2 separate regions of the Mus musculus genome follow, and region 1 is linked to region 2. A link is a contact called in public Hi-C data. All regions are on one chromosome and are shown on one strand. The core of a region is the stretch at or near the end of the contact, and the rest is flanking DNA. Distances in the headings are between cores, read along the strand shown.

Region 1 (5,203 bases), core at 1,586-4,085, 3.4 Mb after region 2:
ATTAGGAATGGTGAAATAGAACTGTGGGAAAAAGTCTGTATTTTTCAGTATTGGATTTCAATCTAAGGAGACCTAATAGGCCCTAGGATTTGCTTAGGGGGGTGTATGTATTTCTGCTTGTTTCCTGTGGAGCATGCCTCTGAAAAATTAGGCTGTGTTTACATTTTTCCTGTATTCCCAAGCATAGTGAATTCAGTCCAGCCTGGGCTACCTGAGACATGACCTCATTTAAAAAGATAAATTTAAATGGGTCCTAACACAAAATAGTTTGCCGACGATCTTGGACATTACTGTTGTGTAAGTCAATCCGTACACATTCTAGTAAAGTCATGATTCAGATTTTATATTGCCATATGTTATATGTTGCCACCTTTTAAATCTCAAAATACACATTTTCTTTTGTAGTTTAGTGTTTGGTTTTGAGTGTTTTGTTTCCTTTTTAAAATATTTATTTATTTTATGTATATTAGTACACTGTTGCTCTCTTCAGACACACCAAAAAAAGGCATCGGATCCCATTACAAATGGTTGTGAGCCACCATGTGGTTGCTGGGAATTGAACTCAGGACCTCTGGAAGAGAAGTCAGTGCTCTTAACTGCTGTGCCATCTCTCCAGCCCTCTTTGTTGTTGTTGTTGTTGGTTTTTTGTTTTGTTTTTTGTTTTTGTTTTTGTTTTTGTTTTTTTGAGATAGGGTTTCGCTGTATAGCCCTGGCTATCCTGTAACTCTTGCTATCCTTGGAATCTTGTAAATCAGGCCTGCCTCAAACTCAGAAACCCTCCTGCCTTTGCCTCCCAAGTGCTGGGATTAAAGGGATGTGGTAACCAACCAGTTCAAAATACACCATTCCAATGAGATATTTTCTTTAGTTTATTCTGCCTGGAAAGCGGTATTTCCAAGAATACTTATAACTCAGAAATGACGCTCACCTTGTAGAAGCTTTTCTGAGGGACTGGAGAGATGACTCCGTGGGTAAGAGTGTTTCCTGCTCAATCCTGAGGACTGAGTTTGAATCCCAGCACCCATATTTGGTGATTTACAAAAGCCTTTTAACTTCAGCTCCAAGGCATTCTAATGCCATCTTCCGGCCGCTTCAGACACCTGAACACACAAATAAAATATTTTTACAAAACTCTGACCACTATGAATTATCTACCCTGTCAATATTTATAACATAACTCCCCCCACTTCTTTTTAAAAAACAGGGTATCACTGTGAAGTTCTGGCTGGCCTGGACCTCACAGAATTCTGCTTGCCTCTGCCTCTAGCTACTAGGACTAAAGGCATGATCCACCATACCTAGCACATTACCTTAGTTTTGACATTCTACTTACAAATAACTGAATTTTTTTTCTTCTTGCATGTGTCTCTTACTAGGATACAATTTCACTAAGATCAGTGCCTAGAAGATAAGATCTGCAAATACAATCTTTATAGGCTACAATGACTGTGCAAGAAAGAAACTGTAGAGATTTAAAACTCTGTTATGGGATAAAGCCAAGTATTTTCAGTTCAAAGTCAGCTATTCTGAGTTCCACACTAGCTTATGAAACATATAAGACTTAAGGCATGCTTCAGATTTTTAAAAATATTTTATTCTTGGACAGTTTCCTGGTATATAATAAATTTTAGTCCTTGTCTCACCCTTCCTTCTCCCCCACCCCCCACCCCCGAAAGTATTCTCCCTAAGAAATCCCTCTCTTATTGTTCTGTCTTTTTGGTACTTTACGTAGTGAAGTGTGACTTGAATTCAGTGTCCTGCCACAGCTTCCCAAGACAGGCACCATATACAAAACAGTGGACTCCAGCTACAAGTGCTTATTTTTTCCTTAAATTTGAGATGCTCTCACTAACTGGGGAGGCTGACAGTGACCTACTCTAAACCCCAAGTATGCTTGAACTGAATATTTCTACCTCAGCTACCAAATCTATAGGGTTACAGGTTTGCACCCAGTTTAGGCAATTGAACCCTTGTGTGTCATGCCTAAGGGCTCTACCACCTGGTGGTGGTGTCAGATCCTCTTAAACTGCAGTAGCCACTTGGATGACTGGAGTCAGGAAAAGCCATCACCTCTTTTCATTCATTCATTCATTCATTCATTCACTCACTCACTCACTCACTCACTCACTCACTCACTCGTTCGTTTTGGTTTTGAGACAGTTTTGCTGTGTAGTGTAGTCTTCCTGCCTCAGCCTCCAGCGTTAGAATAGTACGCAGGCGATGCTGCACCCTGACCGGTGACGTGCACCAGTAAAGTGCTCGTGGAGGCCAGAGAACAACCTTATACTTAAGGTTGACGTTCACCTGGGTTTTTGAAATCGAGTCACTAAGGATATGCCTGCCTCTGCTTTCCTGAGTGCTGAGATCAAACAGGTGTGGCCATCGTGACGGCGTAGGTTCTTGTGATTTAACTCGAATCCTTGTGTTCTTAAGCCAAGCGTTTTCTGCGACATTATTTTTAATGAAACAGTTGGGAATTTGATAAATGTATTTTTAACATAGGCTGAGTCTACCTCGAGGAGCCTGACCTCGAAATCAGCGAGACTTGCCCGGCCTTACTGTGACATTTCTTAATGTTCCTGCTTCTTCATTTTTAAAACAGGAGTATAAACTGTAATAAACTCACACTCTGGTAGAAGACTTTGAACAGACCTCAAAGTTCCTCCCAAGGTGATAAATGCCCACCCTTTCCCTGGGCGAGCAGCCCCGCCCAGAGCAGCTCTAATCCGCCCACTTCCCAGGCGGCGGAGAACAAAAAGACGGCGACCTAGGGTACATGCGCAGTCCCGCCCCCTCGCCCTGCAACCAATCGGATTCTGAAGGCCCGCCCCTTCCGCTTGAGAAATGCGACTTCTCAGAGCGTCTTCCGGCGGGAGCTGTACGGCTCCTTACCATGGTGAGTTGGCCGTGGGGTGTGCGGGATTCTTGCGGGATGTTTCCCTCCTGCTTCCTCGCTCGAGCGCCCTGCTGTACCGCAGCTGCTCGGAACCGCGTGGTCGGGCCTGCGCTGGGGTTCCCAGCGCTCGGGTTCTTGAAGGGTTCCTGCTCTGTGCCTCTACAGCTGGGAAATGCCAGATTTGCCTAATGTTAAAATTAAAGCTTCCTCTGAGAACAAGTGAACGCCATCAGCGACTTGAGGCTTGCGTGGGGCTTTCTAGGGCGTGTTCACTCGTTTGCTTTTCAGTGTTTGAATAGCTCGGCACTGAGCAGCGGCTACAGAAAGGGTTAGTGGAGCAGCTCGGGAAAGGTTCTAGTATACGCTATGGTTGTTGGAATGTCAGGTTTTTCCTAAAAATTATTGAGTTAATTATTAAGCTGAGTGTTTTGGCACATGCCTTTGGCCTACAACTCAGGAAACTGAGGCAGGAGGATTGCACTTCGAAGTTCACCCTGAGTTAAATAGAGACTCTGACCCGAAAAAAAAAAACAAAAAAACCCCATAATCTAAAACCAAACAACAAAACGCGTAAGTCAAACATAATTATCTCAGTATTCTGTAAAGGTGAACGGGTGGTTGCGTTTTCAGATGTCAGAGTGCTGACCGCCCTTTGAAACGATCACAAAAACTCATTGAGCCCTTACTGGTAACTTACATACGACAATGACATATTTGTGTTCTTACTGTTGCCACCATAAAGTTTCCTTCTTTGGAGGCCAGCCTGGTCTACAAAGTGAGTTCCAGGACAGCCAGGGCTATACAGAGAAACCCTGTCTCGAAAAAAACGAAAAACCAAAACATTAAAATATTATATATTAAAATGTCTAATGAAGATCTGTAAAAGAATTCACCGTATTCTTTTAAATTGTGTGGTTATGTGCACGTGGGTGCAGCTGTGGGAGAAAGCCAGAGACATTAGATCCCTGGAGCTGGAGTTACAGGGAGCTGTGAGCAGATGTGGATGCTAGGAGTCAAGCTTAGGTCCTCTGGAAGAACAGCCTGTGTTCTCAAGTACTGAGCCATCTCTCTGGTTCCCAGATTTTTTTTTTTTTTTAAATTTTGTGTATGGATGTTTGTCTGCCTGTTTCTTGGTGCACAAAGTACGTGTCTGGTGCCCGGGGAAGTAAAATGAGGGTGTTGAATCTCCTGGGAGTGGAGTTACAGACAACTGTGAGTGCCGTGTGGGCACAGGGAACTGAACTTGTGTCCTTTGTAAGAGCAGTGAATACTCTTGATTTGTGAATCATAGTTCTAGCCCTTGATAGGGGGAAAATCACACACAGTATTTTCATAAAATTTCAGTAATCCTTTGGGTACAGAAAATGGATAGGATAAACCAGTTGTGGTGCACGTCTTTAACCCAGCATTCTGGAAGCAGAGGCAGGTGGATCCTGAGTTTGAGGCCAGCCTGGTCTGTAGAGTGAATTCCAGGGCAGCCAGAGCTATACAGAGAAACCCTGTCTCAAAAATAAAAGTGTGTGTGTGTGTGTGTGTGTGTGTGTGTAAAATGAACAGTGACCAGACAACCTTCAGTTATTCCAACTTTAAAGAAATAAACATATACAATATACACGTTGTAGCAACAGTGAACAGCTTGCAAACTGTGTTGTTTGAATTGGACCTTTGTATCTAATTTGCATATGCTATTCCATCTGCCAGTATTATTGGTGGAGGCCAGATGTGGGTGTCAGGATGCCTCCTTAGCTGTGTTCCCTTTTTTTGTTTCCCCCAGTTATTTTGAGACATGGTCTTTGAGACATGATCTTGGCGCTTGTCTATTCTAGACTGGCTGGCCAGTAAGTTCTAGGAATCTTTAATTTTTGCCTTTCTGAGACTTGAACCTACAGCCAAATCCTCCCCCCCACAGTGGAATGTGGGGGAGGGGGAAAAACAATTTTATACTTATAAATATCTGTTTTATAAAACAGTCAACACATATATACTAACATATCATCTGCAAAAAGTGATATTTTGACTTCATCTTTTCCAATTGGAAGGAGGTTACAGAGACAAAGTTTGGAGCTGTGTCAAAAGGATGGACCATCTAGAGCCTGCCATATCCAGGGTTCCATCCCATAATCAGCATCCAAACGCTGACACCATTGCATACACTAGCAAGATTTTCCTGAAAGGACCCAGATATAGCTGTCTCTTGTGCCTAGCAAACACAGAAGTGGATGCTCACAGTCAGCTATTGGATGGATCGCAGGGCCCCCAATGGAGGAGCTAGAGAAAGTACCCAAGGAGCTAAAGGGATCTGCAACC
Region 2 (5,213 bases), core at 2,066-4,565:
CATATGCTTAATGACATATAATTGGTTTTATGTTACGTACATAGTTTTTTGGGTTTTTTTGTTTTTTTTGTTTTTTTACGGTTCCACAATTATCTCTCTTTTAAAGAGCTAAACACAATTTTTATGACTTTCCTTCACATTGGTGAATACATGTGTTTTCACACTCACCACAGAGACTGTCCTCTCTTCTCCCTCACAGGTGTTCTGGTGTCTCTGCCACTTAACTCCCTACCTCAGGTCATCACTTGTGTCACCGTGTACGCCCATGTAACAACCAACTAAGTGCTAACATCATTCTAGAAAGTCCCGGAAGTCAGCTGTGTACCTCAGCCTCCTTGGCAAAGCCTGCTTGAATTTCTTTTCCTTCCTTTTTTTTTGAGACCAAGTCGTACTACAGAGCCCCGGCTGACTTCAAACTCAGGAACCTCCTGCCTCAGCTTCCAAAGTGCTAGGATTACAAGCATTCATTCAACGACCTCTCTTGTCTGAGTTCCTTTTAAGTCAAAGGACGACTGTATGCTGGACATGATCCCTTTAGATGAAGACAACCATGCAAGACTAAACTGCATGGGGATTTCTGGATTTTAAAGACTGGAATTTATTGGCTAGGTGTGGTGGCACACACCTCTGATCCTTGCACTCTGGCTTGCCTGACTTTTTTAAATGTAATTTTTCTTTGAGACTGACCCAAGGGTCTTTCTGCCTCTTTTTTAAAAAAAAAAAAAGTTTTTGAGTGTGTGGGGATCAAGCCCAGGCCCTCAAACACGTTAGTCAGTGCTGTACACCTGGCTCTTTATCCTCTTCTACTAATGAGTATGATTATACTGCCGTATAATTTACAAATACCCTTTAACAGCCTTTTGCCCTTCTACTTGGATGAGAGTCTAGGAAAACTGCTTGCACATGGCAGGTGCCCTGGCAAGCAGCAACATATATATAATTATCCCATCGCAAACAATACTGCATACGCAAATGTTCATGGTAAGGTGCTGGATTTGAGCACCCCTAAAATAAGGCTTTCCCCCCAACCCCCACCCCCCGAATCTACACATGAATCTGCTCACACCCAACCACCTCACAAAGCCCACCAGTTGGTTGGTTACCCCTGGCTCAGTACCTGGGAGGAACATTTATTAACGCAGGAGCAGGCTGCAGGTGGACCAGGCACGGCGGTAAGCATGCCACACATATTAATAATTAATCCCCACAACAGCTTATAACATGAGCGCTGTTGCTATGCCAACCTTCCTAGATAAAAACTAGGAAGGGGCAGAAGCAACACCTAAGGAATCCAGCCTCGGGACATGTCCCTCCAGCCCTGTGCCTTTCGTATCAGCAGCTGCAAGGGCCGACCATGAAAACTTCAGCCACTGGCAAGGCTGCTGTGTTCCTGGAGCTGATGTGAAGTACGATGCCTGCCATGCTGAGGACACAGAACCAACCAAGAGGCGTCTTTAAGGTCTGTCTGGCCTCGCTTTCTCTTCCAAAGTCCAAGGACCTGACCATGGGGAGCACGCCTGTAAAGAATGTAATAGGCTACGGCTACATCCCTCTAATGCCTGGAAACAAGTCCAGAGGTGACACCACACCCAGAGCCCAAAGGGACTGTCCTGGATATCGTGTTTTTCAAGCCACTTTATTCCTCTGAACATCATGTAGTCTTTTTTTGGTTTGTTTGTTTGGTTTTTTCGAGACAGGGTTTCTCTATAGCCCTGGCTGTCCTGGAACTCACTTGTAGACCAAGCTGGCCTCGAACTCAGAAATCCGCCTGCCTCTGCCTCCCAAGTGCTGGGATTAAAGGTGTGCGCCACCACCGCCCGGCGGTAGCAAGCTTTGAGGCTCATTTGTTTACCTGTCCTCCTCCTTTGCACATAGTGAGTTCTGATACCCTTTTCTCCTGTGCTTGTGCCAGGTAAGGGGAACTTCAGAGGGAGGAAGGGAAACCTGCTTCGCCCGCCATGTTAAACTTGTCACAGAAGAATCAAAGACGCTGGTAACCGGGGCAGATGAAAGCCATCCCTACACAACTGTATCATTCAACCTTGGGGGAATGGGGATATCGGTCCCATCCCTGGCTTTCCTAACTTTGGCCAACCATTATCACCCAGGGATCTGTCCTTCATAAGCTGCAGCTCAGTGAACAGGTGCCTTTGTGTGTGTGTGTGTGTGTGTGTGTGTGTGTGTGTGAGAGAGAGAGAGACAGAGAGAGACAGAGAGAGAAACAGAGACAGAGAGACAGAGTGAGGAGCAAGTGGATAGAAAAACCCTGGTGGCATCATATGAATTCCTGAAGTGATGTTCCCAGGCAAATGACATCACCTCACTTAAGGGTTTATTGAAGGAGAAAATGCTGTGATATTTCTCTAACACACAGGACTACAGCCAAGCCATCTCTAGAACAAAAGCTGTCAACCCGATTCCCTAAACATCCTTTGTCGTGTTACTTCCTTGTCGTGGGTGACTCCCCAAATCCTCTTACGTAATTTTTCATTTCTCATCGAGTTTTCAGTACACCTCTAAAGAAAGAGGCCTACCTTGGCTAACTAACTACGTTATTTTATTGTATAGGGTCTCGCCTGGGGTCGTGTGTATCCAAGAGCCCTACCCTAACTACCTTCCTCTTTCCCAGCTAGTACTCAGTTATTGTTCTTCTCCCTTCCGGCTGACCACCCGCGCTTCTTGTGCACATAATACGATGCTCATCTTTTGAGCTTTTTGCTCGGTACCTCCTAGCAGAGATCCACCAGTTCATCTTGGATCCCTGGCTCAATATGTTCTCCATTCTTTCCAGCTTTCTTCGAATTGTCCTCTAACAATGAGCTAAATCTTTGCAAGACCTAAGACCCAGTAAGGATTTATGCAAATCAGCCCATTTTAGCATTTGCTAACCAGGAACTCTAGTACCAGTTCCTGGTTTCCTCTGGCAGGAACCATACACCAGCGGGCTTCTCCTCCCCCAACGCGTCTAGAACAGATGCACGCAGTTGCGCTAACACACAGCTTGGACCTGCAGCCTGCAGCCTGCAGCCGCGGCAGGTGCGGGCAGCCGGGCACCAGGTGTCAGTCATCGGATGTCGCAGGCCCAGTGCACACGGTCCCGGGGCCTCGTTCGGCCAGGGTTCGCCAGCACAGGAACCGCGTAGGGCCTCGAACCGAGCCACCTCCGCTCCACCAGCCGATGGTCCAGCCGCCCGCAGGCTCCAGGCGCGGTTGCGCAGCACTAGGGACAGATGCGGCCCGGGAGATGCCCCGCGGGGTCGAGAGCCACTCACCTGACCTGATGCTGCACACCCGAGAGGATCCGACCGGCGACTGCGACCAGCGGAGGTTGGGGCGGGACAGTGGCGGCGCCGCACTTCCGGCCCGGGGGCGGGGCGGAAGGAGCACCGGCGAGCCCGGCGCGACCAACCGTGGCAGGGGGTTGCTGCAAGCGTTTCGAAGACCCGGAGGACCCAGGCAGCCAGCGGCGGAAACTAGCCTGGCTGCACGACCCGACGAACTCAGCCCCTGTAGCCGCGAGTACATATTCCCCAGCTCACTGGCACGGCATCCTCCTGCCGCAGCCGCGCCGGCTTGCTGGTCTCCCCGGCTCCCAGCGCAAGTCCCGCGCCCCTTCCGCATTCCCGAGCCGAGGGCGGAGCGCCAGCGCTGGAATTTGACCCGGGTGGGCTGGGAGCCGCCCTGGTTTGGGGGTCCCCTGGCGCCTGCAGCGGGCAGCCCGAAGTTGCCTGATTTAGCAGAGGGCAGTTGGCCTGGTTAAACTGAGTTTTAGATAAACAATGCTCAAGAGAAGGAATGTAATCCGGAAGAGGGCGGCGGCTGAGCACTCTCCAGTGGGCTCCAGAAACGTTCTCGCTTATTTGAAATTGCACTCCAGCCAGTGGCCTTTACTTTCTCCCCGCCGGGAGGTCATATTCTAGAAGTCTGATCAGAAATTCCGTGTCAGACGGTGGTGGCGACACCTTTGATTCCAGCACTTAGAAGGCTGGGGCAGCATCTCTGTGAGCTGAAGGCCAGCCTGGTCTACAGAGCTTAGTTCCAGGACAGCCACGCTACACGTAGAAAACCACCTCCCTTCCTACCCCACTTCCAAAAGAAATTCCTCCAAGGCAGGAACACTATGGTCTCCAGCACTGAGTATCCGTGTACTTCACAGCAGTCCAGACAATACAAATACAACTTAGGGGCCAGCAAGATGGCTCAGCAGGTAAAAGTGCCTGTTAGCACGCATGACTGAGTTATTTTCTCAGGGCCCACAGAGAACAACCAATTCCTGTAATTTGTTCCTTGAGCCCCGTATGCAGGTACCAGGGAATGTGCAGCCTCCTCCCCAAACTAGTAGATAAAATGTAAAATAAGATAATAATCCTAATAAATTGAGGGTGGCTTTAAATATGCGCTTGAAAAAATCAGGGTCTGGGATTGCGTAGGTCAGAGGTGGAGAATAGGCGCCAGGTGGTACTGATGCTGTATCTTTGATCCTATTTGTCCTCAAAAATCATTGCTTAAATAATTATGTTTCTTATAAAGTTATGGCACTTTCAGGGTTTGTTACATAAGTCTACCACCACTTCCTAGATCCTCACCCTAGGCAATGTAAAATCAGTTAATGAGCAGGATGTGGTGGGCACAGGCCTTTAACCCTGGCATTCCAACGGGTAAACTTAACACAGCAAAAGTCCCTCTCAAAAACCCAGAGTGCGCACAGGGAGGTGGGTCAGTGGCTAAGAGTACTTGCTATGCAAACAAGAGGACTCAAGTTTGAAGTCCCAGCACTCATGTAAGGGCCAGGCTTCCCCTCTTTCCAGGGAACCACAAATCGGCTCCATACATAAACACCCCCCTCTCCCACATTTCCAATTTCTGTAGCAAACGAAGGAAGCGCTCCTATTTCAAATGAGGAAGATGACATTTTAAAACAACCTGGCCACATGAGGGCGGGCGCAGATCCACTTGGGTACCAGGTGGGGTTTGGTTAACCACACCCAGCTCCAGATAGACTAGACGCTGCTTTTTATCATAAAGGGACCATTATGAACAGCATGAATTCATTTTATAAATGAATAAATAGGTCAACAAAGAATAAGTAGCTTCGGGGACTGGAGAGATGGCTCAGCGGTTAAGAGCTCTAACTGCTCTTCCGAAGGTCCTGAGTTCAAATCCCAGCAACCACATGGTGGCTCACAACCATCCACAACGAGATCTGGCGCCCT

Evidence for each region. A called contact is a pair of places that touch in the nucleus more often than the background predicts.
Region 1: a Hi-C map of CD4 T cells shows a contact between it and region 2, with 6 times the contacts expected there. The contact joins the promoter of Slc30a6 here to the promoter of Myl12b in region 2. A contact is called at or near these places in 1 of 39 promoter capture datasets (cranial neural crest) and 1 of 484 Hi-C or Micro-C datasets (CD4 T cells).

The regions. Positions count from the first base shown.
Region 1 is chr17:74,392,773-74,397,975 of GRCm38.p6, forward strand. It overlaps Slc30a6 (solute carrier family 30 (zinc transporter), member 6), which reads left to right and starts at 2,836. Exons shown (of 14, transcript NM_144798.6): 1 at 2,836-2,896. The coding sequence starts at 2,894.
Region 2 is chr17:70,987,201-70,992,413 of GRCm38.p6, forward strand. Myl12b (myosin, light chain 12B, regulatory) reads right to left here and starts at 3,316. Exons shown (of 4, transcript NM_023402.2): 1 at 3,273-3,316.